Linked DNA regions of Sus scrofa: regions 2 and 3 are each linked to region 1. The links are chromatin contacts, called in public Hi-C and promoter capture Hi-C maps. All regions are on one chromosome and are shown on one strand. Each heading gives the region's core, a stretch centred on a gene start, on an enhancer-like site or on the middle of the called end of the contact. The rest is flanking DNA. Distances are from core to core; before and after follow the strand shown. Region 1 holds the start of PCM1 (pericentriolar material 1 protein). Region 2 holds the start of PDGFRL (platelet-derived growth factor receptor-like protein). Region 3 holds the start of SLC7A2 (solute carrier family 7 member 2).

Region 1 (2,700 bases), core at 171-2,670:
TTACAGCAGCAGGAAGGGTTTTATCTGAATTATGTACTGAGATGCAGTTCTATTAACTGCTTTTGTGAAAAAATTTCTATTGGTAACAGAACAATTTGCTGTTGGAACCCAGATGCCATTCTTCATTCTTCCTATTCTTATTTTGCGTAAAACAAAATTATCCCACAATTACAAACGGTCTTAAAAAAACAATGTCCTTGCATGCAAGAAAAATTGACTAGCATTTCAAAATTTTCAGATAGCCACACAGGCGTTGTCACTTGACCATATTTTTGGGGTTTGTAATGAAGTAGGACCCTGTGGGGCCTTGGGGGCACGTCTTTCCCCCCATATCCTCTGCTTTAGCTCCTCTCTGAAGTACCTAGATAACAGTATCTGATGCACATTTTCAGAGTTGTTTTACAGATGTGAAAACCTCCCACAAAACGCACGATGTTAACTACTTGATGACAATGAGCCCATGGCCCTCTAGCCTCCTGGAGCCTAAGGATTGATGTCAACCCGGAAGACACCACGCTGTTACTTCACCTTCAACCAGAGAGCTGTGCAGGAGCTGAACACACACCCTGCAACTCCCTTCCCTTACCTGGCTTTTAAAAATGCTTTGCCAAAACTCTTTACAGAGTTCCATGTTTTAGCAGCACGAGCCACCCTTCTCTTTGCATGGCCCTAAAATTAACTTTTCTCTGCTCCAAAATGATTTCTCTGTTTGACTTCACTATGCTTCCCGCGAACAAATTTGCATTCCCTAGCATTTTAAGGGAGAATGTGTAAATAAACTAACCTTAAAAGTGTCGCTGCTGAGAGAAGAATAAAAAAAGAATTCAAAGACCATAGTCTTAGAGAAAACTTCTGGATACTAAATTTTGATGAAGGTCAGCTGGTTCTTCAAAGGAAAAAGTAGGGCATTAATCCAAGGCGGTGTTAATTATTAACATGTGTGACTCTATCCTTGACCAGCTGTATGATGTTCCTCCAATTAACTCATGGGATTTTCCTCACGTGTAAACTTAGGACCAGATTGCACGGGCGCTTTTGTTTTCAACCTTCCTGTGAGGAAGCTCTTGGTGGACAGGGAACAGGAGAGCGATGCCCAGCTTTAGTCTTTAGTCTTTCCTTTCCAGCAAGCACAACCCGGAGCTGGAAGCCCCACGGAAACCACTACGCGCCTCCGCGCATTTCCCAGCTGCCTGAGGCGGAAGTCAACCCACTTCCGTCAGGGCCTCCAGCCCCTGGCAGGGCGATCGGCGCCCGAAGCGCACAGCATGTTGGGACTTGTAGTCATTTCTTTCGGGCGGCTGAGCGGGCGCGTATAACCTCAGGTTGACCTGGCATTCTGGGATATGTAGTCTCCAGTGGCTCGTTTGTGCAATAGGCACCGCTGCCAGAGGTGACACCATAGACTCCAGCGGATCACATGACTCCAGTCTAGAGCGTGGATCACACTGTAGCTCCCGCCCGGGCGAGTTTCGCCCCCGCGCGGCCGTTGCCGCGGAGACGGCGCATGTCTCCCCTCCCGTTGCCCCTCTGCAGTCCCCCCGCCCCTCTTCTCCCACCACAATGAGATCCTAAGATGGCGGTGGCTGCGGCGGTTGGCGCCGAGTAGCTGAAGTAGAAGAGGCGGCCATTGGGCCCTGAGCAGCCAGGGAACTTGGGGACTCTCCCTGGCTCGGACTCGAAGGGAAGACCGCTGCCGGTGGCGGGGCGTGGGAGCGACCGCTCCTCCGCTCTTGGCAGGAGCTTGTGCTTCGTTTACAGGTAATGCCTGCGCGTCCTCAGCCCTTGGCAACCGAGGGTAGCGCGGCTCTGGGCGGGAGAGCGACGGCCCTGACACGCTTGACCCTGGAGGGCCTGGGTCTGGGCTCCTGGGTCCTCTTGCTTCCAGTCTGCTGGGCAGGCAGCCCGCCCCTACTCCGGACGGACCGACGCAATCTCGGGGTACGCTTCTGGAGACGCAGTGGCGTTTTCGGAACTCCCTTCTAGCCTCCCCGCCCCTCTCTCTTTCTTGCCCGCGGAGGAGGCCGCCCTGCGCCTCGGGAGTTCCAGGAATGTCCGTTGCGAGGGGAGGAAACGGAGTAGGGGGCTGCGGTTTGATTGCCAGGGGCGGGGAGTCTAGTTTTTCATAGCCAGGGGCCTTCATCACTGCGCTTCTGCTCTCCCCTCTTCCCCCTAGATTCCATTCTGTGGGGCTCTGGATGTCCAGAATTTGGGGTGGCGAAGGGCGGATGAGGAGCGACGCGATTTGGGGGTTGGGCTGTGAGCAGCGGCGTTTTTGCTGTCTCGGGTGTTCTTGGAGCGGAAGGGCCGGGGGAGGCGTTCCTGAGTTTGGCCAAGAGGGGTTTTATGCTGGCGACGGGAATGTTAAATTTCCTAGCTCTTCCCTCCCCCCGCCATCCCTGACTGCAGGTCAGTTCGGATCGGCCCAGAGAGGGGAAAACTAAATGCCAAGTGGGATTTGGGGAACGTTGCTAGCTTTGCAGAAACTGACGTTTGGGAATTAGGTGGAAAGTCCTGCTTGGGAGGTGGACCGGCCGAATTTTTAATCCCGCCGCCCGCGCCTCAATTTCGTCACGATCGCCATGTCTGGATTTTTTTTTTTTTTTTTTTGGACCGATTCGAGGTCTGTCTGTGTCTTGGGTTCTGTGGGTGACGGATCGTGTTTTGGCGTCAGAAGAAGCGGGCTTTCTGAGTGCCCCTTCC
Region 2 (2,700 bases), core at 38-2,537, 320 kb before region 1:
ATTACTTTTTAGAAACTTGTGGAATACAAAACTTAATAGGACATATTTCCTGCCCTTGAACTTGGGATGGTGCAGGAGAAAGAAGCACAACAAACTATTTTTGTTGTAGCTGCTACCATGAGGTGTTTATTCTAGAGAAGCGCTTAGGCTGAGCGAGGAGGAGGTGAGGCTTGAGCTAAGCCTCGAAGGAGGAGTTAGGTTTAGGCCAGGGACTGGGGGATGGGGAGAGGACAGGCCACTGGTAAAAGGAGGAAGGGGACTTGGGGGGCGGGCAGCAGGAGTGGTGAACCCCCTGGGGGCGGTGGGGGGTTGGGGGTGATGGAGGGTAATGTTTGTGTGGAGGGCAGGACAGGATGGGGAGCAGCTGCAGAGGACCTGCATCCTGAGAACTCTGGAGAATTTCTGAAGGGTTTTAGTTGGGATAGATATATTTTTAGAGTTGTATTTGAGGATAGCTCCAACTGTTGGGGAAAGTGTGGATTGAGGAGTGAGAAAGAGAGGGCAGGGAGACCAACTAAGAGGCGGTGGCCACTTCCTGGTGACAGAAGATAGGAGCCTGAGTGGAGCGACCATGGTGGCAAAGAGGGCTGGACGTGAAGCACAGTCAGCACCAAGACCCGGCAGCACCTGGGGCTGTGCAGGGTTGAGGGGAAGATGGTGTAGACAGAGTAAGAGCCAAGGAGTGGACTTCAAGGAGTCAGGAAGGAGGCCATGATGCTGTCACTTGACTCTTTTCTGGCACAGTCCCTCCTGGACTCTTGAGTCTTGTGTAGGCACTGGGATTGCTGAATAAAAGAAGTTTCTCTAAAACCTCCACCAGACCCTGGGGAGGGAGCCAGACTGTGATGGGTCCCCCCAAGGCAGAGTACCTTTGCCACTGGAGAACCCCAGGACTCTAAGGTCTCAGCTGCAAGGGATATGCCCGTGTCCGGCAGAGCCAGGACAACCGAGGCAATGGTCTTGTTAGGAAAAGACCTGCTGAGAAGGAAGAAAAAGGGGCACTTTTTACAGAGCATTAAGGCTGGTGAGGAGCACTGGTGACATTTGGACAATTCTGGTTAAGTGCGACCCCGTCAGTACCAGCAGGATTTCGATGGGCCTTCGTGCAGTTGGTAAACTTGATAAAATGCCGAGCGTTGGGGAAACTCATTGACTTTTGTAATTAACATTTCACCCTCGTCCCTCGCTCGCTCTCGGCGCCAGGAAAAAGCGCCGCGCTTCACGGTTCCGCCAGGGGGCAGGAGAGGTTACATTACACAGAATTAAAAAAAAAAAAAAAAAAAAAAAAAAAAAAAAAAATCCCCAAACTTTCCCCCCAAATCTGTGTTCTCTTCCTCATGAAACCGAATCCTCCGGCTGTGGCGTCCCAGGCGCCCGCCCCTCTCCCGCTGCCTCCCCCGGCGCCCCTGCCCTCGCCCTGCGCTGTCCGAGCGCCTCGGACCAGCTTTCCGCAGAACCTCGACCCCCACCGCTTGCCCTGAAAATGAAGGTTTGGCTGCTGCTGGGTCTCCTGCTTGTGCACGAAGCGCTGGAGGATGGTGAGTGACTCTAGGTAGGCGGCTAGCCGGCTTGTGCCCGGACCTTATCCCCGATCCCTCGTGATCCTCCATCTCTTCTCTAACTTTAGACCTTTCCGGCCGGCCCTGGAGCCACTCCTGTCCCGTGCACTTGCCCGCTCCTAGTAGGGTCTCCTTACTCCCTCCACCCCACTCACTTGGAGCTCCAGAAACGGTGACAGCTGTCCCGACCCCTAGGATTCCCACCAGAACCGCTCCTGCGCCGCTGGAAAGCCCTAGGCAGCCAGCAAACCAAACATACCCAGGCAGCGCCTGGTCCAGCCCCTAGTGTCAACGTGTCGGTCTGGGAGGAGGCGCGGTGCAGCGGATCCGCTCACCTCCTCGGTTCGCTAGGGATCCCAGCTTCTGAGGGCGGGTGCCCCCTAAGCTGATTCTTTTACAAAATTCCTCCCCCACTTGTCTTCCTTCCCCATCTGAGTCCTATATTTGTTCCCTATACCAACTTGGGCTTGAATCCTGAAAGATGTGCCTGAATCTTAGGCAGATATTTCTGGATATTAAGCCTTTTCAAAACAACTCAAAACCCCACAGCTCTTACTCTTCTTATCTGATTGGAAGGAAAAGAGGAAGAAAATCGATTTTTGTACAGCATATGGGGGCCCTTGTGCCACTGCACTTTTTGAATGTGTGCCTGTCCTGGACCCACCCTGTTGTGTAGATTCAAAGCCATAGGGTCAGGATTTGTTTGTGTGTGTGTGTGTGTGGGGGGGTGTCTGTTGTTATATTTCTGTCTATTATTTCTGTGTGTTGGTGATTGTTTGGTTGGCTCTATTATTTTTCGATTGGTGTTAATTGTACAGTATATTTGCATCTGGTATATCCTGAAATCTCTCTTGGAAGTCTACTCTATAGTCACTATTTTTGTTTAGTTTTGGTTGAAAAGCAGCTTTTACTGTTATGCAACCTCATGCTGGATCCAGTTCAACCTGGCTCACATTTTATCCACTACTCAGTCCTGACCAGTTCCCTCCTTTCCCGTGAAACTAGAAGCGTTTGCCAGAAAAACACCACATTCTGGTTTGCAAAGTCTATAATAGTTGTTGGGCTTGAAGTTGAATGTGAAGTTCCTTAAGCCTAGAGCCTTGCTGAGTAAAGTGTAGCAGCCGGTCTGCTGGGGAAGAAT
Region 3 (2,700 bases), core at 172-2,671, 400 kb before region 1:
AAAAAAACAAACAGGTAGAAATTTTTGATTGTGTTCCTCACCTTTAGAAATCAGATGAATTCTCTTGAGTCTTGAGTCTTCAACCCTGTCTACAATAATGTCTCCTAACCTTTGTGAGAATGACAGAATTTGGTGTCAGAAGCTATACGCATCAATGTCATTATAATTATTTGCCTGAGAAATCTATTTTATACTGTAAAAATATTTTTATATTAAGAGTGTCTATTACTTAGAACGTTTACTAGAACAGATAATACTCTCAGAGCCATGGTGCTAATTAGATTTCCAGTTCTTTTATGGGGTTCCTAATGACTTCATGAGTAAATGAGCTTCCGACAGAGACTGTATACAGGTACCATTTTCTGGAGCAAAGCCACAAAACTTTATTCACGTTCTCTTGGGAACACGTCTTAAAGAAGTTAAAAATGATTTAGAGCATCACATTAAAAGTGTACCTGTAACGTATCAATGCGAAACTGGCACTCTGCTAAAGTGAACGGCCTTACTGATAGACGAATAAAGACGTGTTTACCACAATCTTAAACAAAATAAGGTAAATCTTTCTATCAAACAAAATAATAAAACACACTGTTCCATTCACTCCCAGGGTTTGCCTCTTTTGGATTAAAATTAACAGAGTTTCATATTGTGTCTTTAATCTTATCAGAGACTCCTAAAGTAAACAATAGCGCAGTATGAGAAAACTTGGTTGTGTAACTCTTGGAAATAGCAAATGTCGCTTTCTTATAGCTCGCCTCTAAGTCATCAGGTCTACCTGTTCACTTCACTGGGACTTTCCAAATAGCAACTAAATATTGCAATAAACGGTTTACAGGTTTTATTGGTGAAATAATACTATTTGACAAAGCACTCCCATCTGGGTTCTTTTATCACGAGGTCGTTGTTATATTTTACTATTATTTTCTTATTTACAAATTCCTCGCAGACTAAAACCTAAATCAAGTCAGGGACAAAATCCCACCTGAAGGAACTCTGCTTAGAAGCCTCGGAGATGGCCCTGAGTTTGGGTCCTCCATGGAAGGCAAGAATTCACCCTCCGCTGGGTGTGCCCTCCTCCCGCCCGACCTGCCCCCACTGCTCTCCGGAGCCCACCCGCCCAGCCCCAGGCAAGCGCACGCCCACGTGTGCCACCGCTCGGGGAGGGAGACTGAACTAGCGGCGTTGCGACCGGACGCCGCCTACCCCAGGATTGGCCGGCGCGGTGGGGCGGGAGGCGGGCTCGGGTGGGGGGGTCTGAGAGCGCGGGAGAGAGAAGGGGGGCGGTTCCACCCGGGCAGCCCCGCCCCCGGCGCGGCTACACCAGCTGCGCCCACGTGCCCAGTCCGACTTCTGCAGCGCGGCGGCGACTTCTACCCGCGGACCAGCTAAGGCGGCGGCTGCTCCTACAGCCTCCCGAGCCACGGGCCCTGACAAGCTCCAGCCGTTCGCCCACCACCACCCCCTCGGCGCGGCCCTCGCGCTGCCCCAGTAAGTTGCCAAGTGTCCGGCGGCGTGGAGGGGCCGCAGCGAGGGGCGGCCTGGATGCCGGGGCCGAAGGGGTAGGGCTGGGGCGCGGGCTCCAGGGCCGCGTCCAGCTGCGCGCAGCTGCCGGGAAGCCGCGCTCCAGCCCCTCGGAGACCGAGAGTCCCCGGGGCTGCGCCCCGAACTGCACCTCGCCCCGTCCAGCCCCTGGGGCGTCGGGATCCGCGGCCGCCGCGGGGGTCGTGGGAGCGGGGAAGCGGCCTGACAGGGCGAGCCGTGGGTCCCTTTGGCCACTCAAGTCCCGAGGGGCTTTGGGCACCCCTGAGCCGGAGGGCCGCCGGGCCTCCCCCCAGCTCTGCGCACTGAGGGGTATCTGAAGTAGCTGCCACTCAGTTGAGATCCTTGGTTAAATATATAGCGCGCTGCTCGGAACTCTGAAGTCTTCTGACGTTCAAGATCTGTCGGGGACTGGCAGGACAGGTAAAATGGCCCGTCGTGGTGTCTCTTTGGGGTATTTTAAAGTAAATGGGTGCAGTTTTAAACCCTTTTAAGATGGGCTCTATTCTGTTAAGCCTGTTTCATGCAGTCTTCAGCCTTGAACTTCACATGCTTTTGTTGACATTTAGGGAATCACTCAGCCCGCCAACCCCAGAATACCCTTTCCTCCAGAGAGCTTTGCACCTTCCCTGTGAGCGTGTATCCAGTACATGGAGTAATATTTGCAGATTGTATCTTAAAGATAATTAAAAGAAATCCTCTTTATAGAGTAGATACATCGAAATGGAAACCACTTAGATTTTAAGAGCAAGCATGTTCAGATGTTCCAAATATTCACACTTTGAAATATTTATGCAAGAACTGCCTAAAAAAGCATTTAGGTGCCTCCTTCAGGACTGGCAATGAGATATATCTAGTCGTTTGTACAAAAATACTCATCCTTTTAATGAGGTCATATTGTCAGATTTTATTCAGGTAGAGCTCTGAATGCTGGTGGGAAGCCTGGGATATAAAATTGACTTGAATGTGGCCTCTGACTTGAAACTTTTTCATCCTTGTCCCAACCAGTCTTAAAATCTTCTCTCACTTCTCCTCCTCAGAATTGATAATAATTATCTCCTCAGGAAATTGCCAACATTTGTGCTTGTAGTCTTTTAAAGAGGATGTACAGGGTAAGAATATGCTAATTATACACGTACGGGTGCTTTTCCCTTTTATAGT

Evidence for each region. Promoter capture Hi-C pulls out the DNA fragments that hold promoters and counts their contacts. Hi-C and Micro-C count contacts between places; a contact is called where the count stands out from the background.
Region 2: a Hi-C map of skeletal muscle shows a contact between it and region 1, with 6 times the contacts expected there. The contact joins the promoter of PDGFRL here to the promoter of PCM1 in region 1. A contact is called at or near these places in 1 of 5 promoter capture datasets (liver), 19 of 47 Hi-C or Micro-C datasets (alveolar macrophages, brain, embryonic fibroblasts and 11 more) and 2 of 2 datasets of contacts at active chromatin or transcription factors (alveolar macrophages and skeletal muscle).
Region 3: a promoter capture Hi-C map of liver shows a contact between it and region 1, with 2.7 times the contacts expected there. The contact joins the promoter of SLC7A2 here to the promoter of PCM1 in region 1. A contact is called at or near these places in 1 of 5 promoter capture datasets (liver), 1 of 47 Hi-C or Micro-C datasets (heart right ventricle) and 1 of 2 datasets of contacts at active chromatin or transcription factors (skeletal muscle).

Annotation. Positions count from the first base shown.
Region 1 is chr17:5,595,579-5,598,278 of Sscrofa11.1, forward strand. It overlaps PCM1 (pericentriolar material 1 protein), which reads left to right and starts at 1,421. Exons shown (of 41, transcript XM_021077917.1): 1 at 1,421-1,758. It overlaps FGL1 (fibrinogen-like protein 1), which reads right to left and starts at 856. Exons shown (of 8, transcript XM_021077952.1): 1 at 785-856.
Region 2 is chr17:5,277,585-5,280,284 of Sscrofa11.1, forward strand. PDGFRL (platelet-derived growth factor receptor-like protein) reads left to right here and starts at 1,288. Exons shown (of 6, transcript XM_021077996.1): 1 at 1,288-1,538. The coding sequence starts at 1,484.
Region 3 is chr17:5,190,676-5,193,375 of Sscrofa11.1, forward strand. It overlaps SLC7A2 (solute carrier family 7 member 2), which reads left to right and starts at 1,422. Exons shown (of 12, transcript NM_001110420.1): 1 at 1,422-1,488.